2 separate regions of the Sorghum bicolor genome follow, and region 1 is linked to region 2. The links are chromatin contacts, called in public HiCAR-type maps. All regions are on one chromosome and are shown on one strand. Each heading gives the region's core, a stretch centred on a gene start, on an enhancer-like site or on the middle of the called end of the contact. The rest is flanking DNA. Distances are from core to core; before and after follow the strand shown.

What was found. HiCAR-type assays count read pairs that join an accessible place to other places.
Region 1: a contact with region 2 is called in a HiCAR-type map of leaf, with 4 times the contacts expected there. The contact joins the promoter of LOC8086430 here to the promoter of LOC8081137 in region 2. A contact is called at or near these places in 1 of 4 Hi-C or Micro-C datasets (leaf mesophyll) and 1 of 1 datasets of contacts at active chromatin or transcription factors (leaf).

What each region holds. Positions count from the first base shown.
Region 1 is chr2:3,849,434-3,854,010 of Sorghum_bicolor_NCBIv3, reverse strand. It overlaps LOC8086430 (CST complex subunit TEN1), which reads right to left and starts at 3,270. Exons shown (of 4, transcript XM_021454939.1): 1 at 3,079-3,270; 2 at 745-911. The coding sequence starts at 848. It overlaps LOC8086429, which reads right to left and starts at 2,908. Exons shown (of 1, transcript XM_002459323.2): 1 at 1,953-2,908. The coding sequence starts at 2,802. The coding sequence ends at 2,140.
Region 2 is chr2:3,766,257-3,771,399 of Sorghum_bicolor_NCBIv3, reverse strand. LOC8081137 reads right to left here and starts at 1,777. Exons shown (of 2, transcript XM_002459317.2): 1 at 268-1,777. The coding sequence starts at 1,420. The coding sequence ends at 311.

The DNA.
Region 1 (4,577 bases), core at 2,021-4,520, 81 kb before region 2:
AGAGTCGGATAGCAAAGCTGATATGGAAGTGCAGGATCCCTCCCAAAACCAAATTCTTCCTTTAGCAGCTCTTCAATGGTAAATTACAGGCTGCTCAGGTTCTTAAAAAAAAGAGGGTGGAAAGGAAATGATAATCAATCAATCATACTCTATGTGATAGATCAGAAACCATTGAACATATTTTCTTTCATTGCCCAGTTGCTCATCTTGAACGGTGCATTATCAGAGATGCCTTTGGATGGGTAGGGTTCGCATCTTTGGCTGATTTTGCTGAGAACTGGGTGGGAACAAAACTTGGTGCCTCTAAACAGCTGGGTATGTTTATGTTTGCAGGGCTAATTTGCGCAATCTGGACCTCTAAGAAATAAGATGGCAATAGAGAGGCGGTTTCCGAACAGACCTACTGATGTCATATACATTGCTATCTCCTTTGTGCAGAAGTGGAGTGTGCTGATACAGGAGAAGGACAAAGCTAAAGTGCAAGATACGGAGAAGAGAATTACTGCATAGCTACAGAACTACTGAGCGAGTGACACCATGATGTCTGATGTAATAGAAATCTAGTTTGCGATTGCTGTTGTTAGAGGCTGTTAGACTTGCTTGCGAGCTGATATCCCCAGTTTTGTCTGTACCCTTGAATATCTGCTTTCTTAAAAGCAGAGTAAAACTCTTTTCAAAAAAACATGGCTATAACATAGGTTGTTCACAGGTAGACGTAAAAGGAGTAAAGGATGCTTCACATACCTTCCTGTGACTCGAAGGGACGCTCCTTGCTTGAACATCTCTGAGGATGGCTCCAGCTCCCGCAGAATAACAGGCACCCCTGGTTTTGGGCCAACAGACACCATCTTGATCTGAGAACTGATAAAAGTCAAAACCTGATGTTGTGCTTCCTTCTAGATCCTGATGCCCTGCACAGTGAGCACCACATGCCAGGAATTAGTTCCTCTAAGACTTCGTATTTTCCATATGTTCACATGCACAAAAACTGAACTACGCAGATCAATTATTCATGTACTAATCTACTCCCAATCAATGTTTTCCCAACACGATGCCACAGCATTATGGAGCTGAACAAAATAACATGTGGACTTTGAATGTAATGGAACAACAAGTCATTCCAATAAGCTAGGCCGGCCTGGAACTCCTGAAGTCCCCAGAACTGAGTTAATTAGCACATCATTTTCTTTTTCAAAGAATAAACCTTTTAGCTAAAATAGAATGCAATGCATTTGTTCTGTAGTCTTGTAACATTGACAGCTCATTACAATAATGTTATTCAGATAAAGGAGGTAAACAGCACATCTCAAGCCTACACTTCTACAAATGCCTGTTCTATAGATCTTCACACCAACAGAGATCTTTATTAAAAGTAAATGACCAAAACTCATCAGACCATGAAACAAAACAACACTACAAACATGAAACAGAAAACAAAAGCTGGAAAATAGGAAACCCAGTAATCATAACAACTGAGCTGCGATGAAATCAGGCAGAACAAATAGGCAAGCATCTAGCCATCAATTTGGTTTGTAAAGCAGACACTGAACAGCGATGACTATTAAGTAGTACATATGACTAGTTACAAAACCATGCAAGCAAACAAAAAGTTTTAGATTGACTGGGATTTGATGTCGCAATTTCCAAAACAAAGATCATGAAAAGGAGAAGGCAGTATAGCAAATGGAATATAGATATCAAGGACAAGCAAAAACCCCAGTATTTCCATACAGAATCTGCTAAAGAAATAATGTAAAAATGAACCAAATGGAGGCATAAAGCATCTATCGCTGCAGAAGGGAAAAAAAACAGAATTGCATAATTATCTTGGTAGCACACTTGCTTGAACCCCTTTTCCTCCTAAACATGGATGCTGAAAAGTCACATTCCAATGGATGCTGAAAAGTCACATTCCATTTCATTGGAATGTGACAGACGTACTGGACAGAGGATAGGAACAACCCCACACAAAGGCGCATCTTTTTACATCTTTTTACTAAACCTCTAGATCACACAACAACATCCTTTTCAAGTCCCAACAATAACAGAACCTCTAGGCTACACCCATAAACAAAAACAAGAACTTTGAGCATCACAGTACAACAGATTGACCTTTTGCAATGAAACTCTACCTAATACTTAAGTTAATGTACATTTTGGTTTCCAATAGCAGACAGGTGAATCCTGTCTCTCACAAGATGATTGGCTACAAGAAAGAAGGGACCTAATGAAACCCACAACCTTCTCAGCTATCGCCTGCGCATCAACCGCCGGATCAGTTGTATCCACCACAATCCTCGGCACATCCCCAATCTCATAGTCCGTGCAGCCTTGGTACCCTTCCAGAAGCCTCTCCAGCTCGGCCCACGTCTTCGGCTTATGCCATCCATCACTGCCACCACCATTTGGGACAGCCGCCCCACGGCTCTCCAGCCTCCGGCGCCACTCCTCGTTATCACCAGGGCGGCACTCCACGACGACGACAAGCGCACCAGCCAGGCGTGTCAGAGCATCAAGGTGAGCGCGGCGCGACAGCGGGGAGTCGATGACGACAGACAGACCGAGCCGTACCTGGCGCTCAGCCATCCGCCACAGCACGGCGTAGGAGAGGTCGTTGAGGATCCCTGCAGCAGCCAAGCCCTCGAGGGGCAGCGTGCAGTCCCTGACATCGTCTTTGTCCAGCAGCGGCCAACCAAGCGCGGCCGCGATGGCGCGCGCCGCCGTGGACTTGCCGGACCCCGGGTGGCCTTTCATCGCCACCACCACCACCGGCCGTGGCGGCGCCGGCTGGCCATCGGCCATCGGCACTCCTTCCCTTGGAAGCCCCTAACGCATTTCTTGGCTCTCCGCCGCAGGTAATGGCAGAGCCTATTAATGGCAACTAGGATGGGTGCCCTTTAGCGACGATCTAGCCAGGCGCAGCAGTGCGATCTTATCCCAGATTTAGCAACAAGAGTCCAAGAATCTAGTGCCGAGTGCCTAGTGGCACCAGCATTATGGCCCCAGAAGCATCATCATAGAACAGAATCGGACAAAAAAAAAGTGGGGGAACACACGGATTGCCAATGACAGGATAACCTTGTGAGGGGTGACGTGGTGTCCGCACCTGCAGCGACTTTAACGGCTTAGGTGCGGCCGGCGATGCGACAGTGACGGTGACGGCGACGGGCGATGGTGGCGGTAGCCGGTGTGGGAATGGGAACTCCGGACCAGAGAGGCCGAGCCGGAAGGTGGAGGGGGTGGACTGCGGCCGGCCGGACGGACGGATGTGATGTGATGTGAAGGCGAGGGCCGAAGTGATGACGAAGCGGAACGGGAAGTGCCGAAGTGGGTGCTTTTGGGCCTTTAGGGTTAGAAAATGTTGGGCCGTCAATCTAAAGGCACCATATGATTTAGCGAGCTAGACCACCGTGTCCGTGAGATTTCTTTTCTATTATTATTAAATTGGCTTTTAAAAAGATTTGTCTATATCAAAACTATACTACTCCCGTCGATTGAACTAGCGGGAAATACTTACGGGCGGATGAATTGGTAGCATTTCATTTTCTGTGTTAGCTCATCTTTACAAAAATTATAACTTTATAGATGAACTTAGATAAAGATAAACTGTGTATGAAAGTTGTAAAGCACAGAATATCTATATAGATTTGTAGTCTATGATATTTTAATTTGAGGACAGTATGATACCTACAAAGTTAATACAGTGTTTAGATGACTTCACACATTATACCGATTATTTTGGTATCAAGATGGCCTCAAACAAAAATATGTTGAACTATATATATATATAAGGTTGTAGATTTCATTGTTAAATATAGTTCTTATAAATTTATTTTTATATGTTATTGTATGAAAAATATTATAAAATTTTTGAAGATAGCTACGTAGGAGCACCTCTAAGAGACTCTTTATATCTTTCCTAATTTACAGGCATAAAGATTTTGATAAAAAATACCCTCCAATAGACTCTTTGATTGGATATCTAAATATACATATCCACTATTTTGAATTTTGTCGCTAGCCAAGAATAGAGAGGGAGAATGGCTCTCTAGGCTACACACAACATATAGAAAAGTTGTTGGAGAATGCAAATATATAGAAAACGATTTTTACTCAAATGGCTCTTCAAATCATGATTTAGAGAATAGATTTTAGAAAGGCTCTTGAAGATACTCTTAAGAGCAATTGAGACTCCCTATATCCTTTCTAATTGTTAGGAATTAAGGTTTTGGTAAAAAAAACCTCCGACAACTTCTTTAGTTGATAGGAAAAAAAAAAATCTGCCAATTCAACTTGCCGGTAAGTATTTCCCGCTGGTACTATCGGCAGCAGTAATATATTTTTGGATTTTTTTCATTTGAACAAATATTTTTGCAAAAAATAATATAAAAATAAATAAATAATAAAAAATCTCCATGTGAGGGGTAAGATGATCGGCGGATTGGACCGTGAGCGTTTGGGCCTGAAGGATTTGGGCTAGTGCCAAGTGACAGCGAATTGGGCCTGATGGACTCAATGGGAGGGAGTCGTCGGCCCTTGAGGATGCTGGTGGCTGGACTCCAGCTTGTGCCCATCAC
Region 2 (5,143 bases), core at 528-3,027:
GACTACTGTAGGCTGGGACCATACTAAATACTAATTTGTTGGGTGGAATCTCAATTCTTTTCAGTGAAAATAAAACTGTTGGGTCAAGCTTCAATTCACTCCCGGCTTCAACGATTGCAAAATCGGCGTTGCATATTTGCAGGAATGCAAAATGTTTCATAATCCTGATCTCGAGAGCTGGCAGTAATAAGTGCTAATTTTGAGGAAGCCCTGAAGCTCGCCTTCAGAGTTCAGAGTTTCAGACAGGGTAGCTATATGTATTCATACCTCGATGGTGCTGGTGCAGACCAGCCGCCCGTCCGTCCGTCCGTCAGTCCTTGAAGAGGACGGTGTCGGCGATGGCGAGGAGCGGAGCAAGACAGTCCGGCGCGAACTTGCGCGCGAACATGTGCGGGTGGGTATGGTTGGACGCGCGGAGCTCAGCGACGAGCCCTGGCGTGACCTCCGGCGCGGCGTACGTGTGCGGGTGTCCCGCGACGCTCCCCGTCCAGTTGACGCGGGTGAGCGTGTACCGCGCCACGCCGCCGGGGTCCGCCATGTCCAGCAGCGTCGGGAAGTAGTGCTCCTCCGGGTAGCACGAGTCCTGCGCCATGTCCGGGACGCAGGGCACCCTGAACTTGCGCCACAGCCGGCGCTCACGGACCACCAGCACGGCGTGGCGCCGCGCCAGCGTGAAGAATTGGGAGCCGATCCGGAACCGCTCGTAGGGGACCTCCGGGAGCATCGCGTCCTCGCCGCCCCGCGCCTCGTAGCGGGAGGGCATCTGTGGCTCCCCCGTCAGCACCTCGATGTAGCTGCGTGGCCGCCGGCGGGGGCCGGGGGCCGGAGGGAAGAGCGCGGCGTAGAGGCGCGGGAAGGAGTGGAGCGGGACGCAGTGCTGCGACAGCAGCGCGAAGTAGGCGTTGGCGGGGTCGTCCAGCAGCGCGGCCGCGAGAAGGCGGCGCGCCGCGGCGATGAGGCTCGCGTCGGCGCGGCGCGTCGGCTTGGCGGCGATGAAGCGGCCACGGAAGGATGGGGTGGGCGGGAGGAGCAGGCGCGCGGCCGGGTCGGCGTGGACGTACACGCTGAGGCGGGACTCGTGCCCCGCGAAGAAACGCTCCCAGAGCGGGGCGAAGGTGAGGTCGGAGTTGGTCAGGAACAGGAACGCCACCTTGGGCGGGGCGGCGGCCTTGGCGCCTGACGCCGCCGACGACTCCAGCGCGGCGCGGCGGAACAGGCGGAGGTCGTCGGCCTCCTCGCCGCCGGCGCCGACGCCGACGACCCGGAGGAATCCGCCGCCGGCGCTCCCCGCGGTCGGCGGCGCCTGCTCGTCCGCGGCCGGCTGCTGCGGCGGCGGGGACAGGCGCGGCGCGAGGACCAGCAGCGCCGTGAGCGACGCGAAGAGGAGCAGCGACAGCACCATCGGCGAGGACGCGGCCATGGCGGTATCAGTGTCAGCCCGTCGCACGGGGTCTAGGGGAAGGCGGCGAGCAGCGCGCGGGTCTCGGGGTCGGGACGGGACGGGACGGCTGGGACCGGTGGCGCTCGGCGTCAGAAGAAGAACAAGAAGAACCGCGTCGTGGGGATCGGAGGCGGCGGTCACGACTCACGATCGGGGAAAGCCGGAAAGGGAGGGAGAGGCGCAGAGGCGCACACGACGGCAGGAAGGCGATGAGGGGAGGAGGCAGTGCCCCGGGCAGGCTGACGGTCGCCTCTCGCCTCGCTTTCTTCTGGTCTCGTCACCCCTCCTGCCACTGACGCCGGGCGGGGGCGGCTCGGCGAGACGGGAGATGGCAGCAGCGCGCGGTGGGGGAGGGGGATCTCGGCGAGGTGATGATGACATGTGGGGACAGGGCGCTGTGGGGTCCGGCTCGCAGTGGGGTTCCGGGTGGACGGACCGGGTGAGTCGCGAGGCGAGGCGGGGTTTCGACGGCTGAGAGTGGATCGTTGTGGCTATGGACGAAGGAGAGCCGTCGGATGGGATGGGTACGTGGCGACGGATGGGGACGCTCGCCGACACGTGGGATACGCCTGTCTCGTAGTACTAGCCCTGGGCTTGTTGTTACCTGCCTGGAGGAGTGGAGGGTGGACGCTGGAGCTGGAGCGGCTGGGGGCGAGTGGAAGCTGGGACCGACCTGTCAGAGACTCCGGATACGTTTGGGCCCATGTTGTCCACTTTTGTACTACGAGAAAAGCTTTCTTTTGTTTAGTTGTGAATTTTTTTTTTGCAAAATAAACATTATAATATTTTTTTTTATATTTTATAAATAATATCATGGACTATCTACATTCAAAAGATTTATCTTATAAAATAATTAGTTATATTTTTTATTTATATTTAGTGTTTCATATATGTATAGTAAGATTTGATGTGATGAAAAATTTTAAAATGTTTTATGATTTTATAATTTTTCATTTTTTTTTTCTCTTGCTTTGCGTAGGATGGAGGCACAACAACTCATGATACCATTACACACTATAGACTTGGGAACACGTGCGCCAAAGCAATCAGCTCGGAAAAGGAAAAACTTGTGAGCTCTGCCAAACCATTAACTAAATGAATGAGCGAAAAGGAGATTATGCACTTCCCAATATTCCTATTCCTATGACTTTCTCATGAGTATCGAAACATCTATTTTTCACCGCTTTTGTAAAAGCATGGGTCTAATCTCCATAAAACTAGGAGAGTGTATAAAATTCTCTATTGAGATTGACCTAAGCAGAATTCCTGCACAATTCTGCCTAGCAAATTACCGACGCACCACGCAGGCGCGTAGAGGGGATTGGTGGATTCGCTGAGCCCACCACTGAATTTGGATAGTAGTGCTGGAATCGAATCGAATCGAATTCCAGTTTGAATTGGATACTGGGAATGCGAGTACAGCAGTATATATCTTTTGATTGATGAGAAATAAACGCATTGCTTGTATCTTTTCTGTTTTGCATGTTGTAAAAAAAAATTATCCTACCACTTCCCGGCTTCAATAGTCAATTATTAATTTATTTATTGTTATATTATCTTTTGCTACGCACTAGTTTTAGATGCCGGAGTAGTTTCAGTTTCAACGAGCAAAAAACTATACTCGTCTTACCAGCTTTCGTAAAAGCATGGGCTCGCCTTGAAGGCGCGAATCAAATCGAATGGAAAAATCGAGCAGGCCTCTAGCTCAGAACCCAAGCCGCCGGGCCTTTTTTTTTTGGTTTTGTCTTGATGGGCCACGAAATACGAAACGGGCCAGGCCCAACAAGACGACAGAAGCCCGACCTGCCGTTTGGTCCTGGTCCAGGAAGAGATTTTGGGTTCCTCTCAAAAAAAAAAGGAGGAAGAGATTTTGGGTCTGCTCGGGAGAGCTGTTTTTTTTTTTAAAAAAAAAAAGATAAAAAAACAGCTTAACTTTCACTTTTCTAACCCAAACACTTTCTTCAACTAAAACTAGATTTTAGGGAACATCTCAAAGGTGTGCTCTCGAAACTACAAGATTCAAGGATGAAGTTGGTAAAAATAACCCACTAGGCCACTAGTTACACACGGGTACCGATTCATTTCTTGTACCATACTTGCTCCTTTTTTAGACCAATCCACTTGGTTCGTTTGACTGAAAATCATGACTAAAAATATTATTCGCTGATTTATTATAAAAAAAATATTACTACATAATGAATAGATTCGGTAAATAAATTTAATGGTCGCCTCCAAAGCTACAGAGAGGTGGAAGCGGGGTGACAGGCGGGACCTGCTGGCTGCCGAGCCAAAGAACGGCACTGCCCCGCCCCACATGCCTGGTCGCACCCAGCTACCTCTCGGAGACGGGGTAATGGTTATGCTTCTCTTCAATTTGGCTCTTGGGTAGTATTTTAATTTTACATATGGGTTCAGATCCATAGTTCACCTCTCCTGAAAAAGTTAGAGGAAACTCAACTCCACGATGAACCTTACGGTGGATTTAAGTGAATGTAGTGATCTGAATCATCTGTTTTTCCAGAGCTAGATCTCTTCTAAACATGCCCTTAGGCCTTGTTTAGTTTCTAAAATTTTTCAAGATTCCTCGTCACATCGAATCTTTGGACATATACACAGAGCATTAAATATAAATAAAAATAATAATTAATTACACTGTTTACTTATAATTTACGATAATCTTTTCAGTCTAGTTAGTTTATGATTAAACAAATTATCAAATACAAATAAAAGTGCTACAACAACAATTAAACAAGGCCTTATTGACCTTACTGTACTCTACAGTACAGCAGCCTTCGACCATTTCTGACCATGTATGTGAGCACGTACACGCGTTTATTCGGAAATCATACGGAGTACGTACCAGCACTGTAGCATTTACGGGCTGGCCTCATCGTCATGACGCCTGCTTCAGTTGTTCAATTCTGGTGCAGCAAGTGCAGAAAGGATGCGTTGCTTGAAATAAGCCCCAAAAAGTTTTTAGATTTTAATACTATAACATTTTCGTTTGTATTTAATAATTATTATCCAACTATAGAATAACTAGACTCAAAAGATTCGTCTCGTAAATTACAGGTAAACTATACAATTAGTTATTTTTATTTGTATTTAATTTTTTATGCATGTGTTCAAAGATTTGATATGATAAAAAATCTTGTAAATTTTTGAAATATTGAAGGGATCTAAACAGGGCCAAGTAGCAGGCGTAGCTGGATGCATGGGATCCAATCCATATCCAGTGAGCTGCTACCAATTGCAGAGAGCCAAGGTAGTTGAGCTCCGAGGGCACAGCATATGCAAACCTAGGATTAGGACAGGAGCTTGACCCCCACACGCCTGGTACCAAGTACTACAGTGCTAGCTAGTACAGTAGGTTGTCCAACGGCTCTCGTTGAGCGTCATGTCACCATAACTAACTTGGATCAGATAACAGCCGGCCGGGCCATGAATATGGCGCCGTAAACTTAGAACGCTGTTGGAAGAAAGTTCAGGCTTCACTAGAGAGTAGAGTCCATAATAACTAGGTTTAGCAGGGCATATGTAGTTTGGGAGTCTGGAATAATCTCGTGATTTAGAAGAAACGGAAACCTTGTGCCATGTTTGTACTGTACTATGCATGAAGCTGGAGAGAGCTGTTTGGGTAGTTGCTAGTGCCACCATATTGCAGTTGCTCTAAAAGCTAACACTAGCTCTAAGCTATCAACG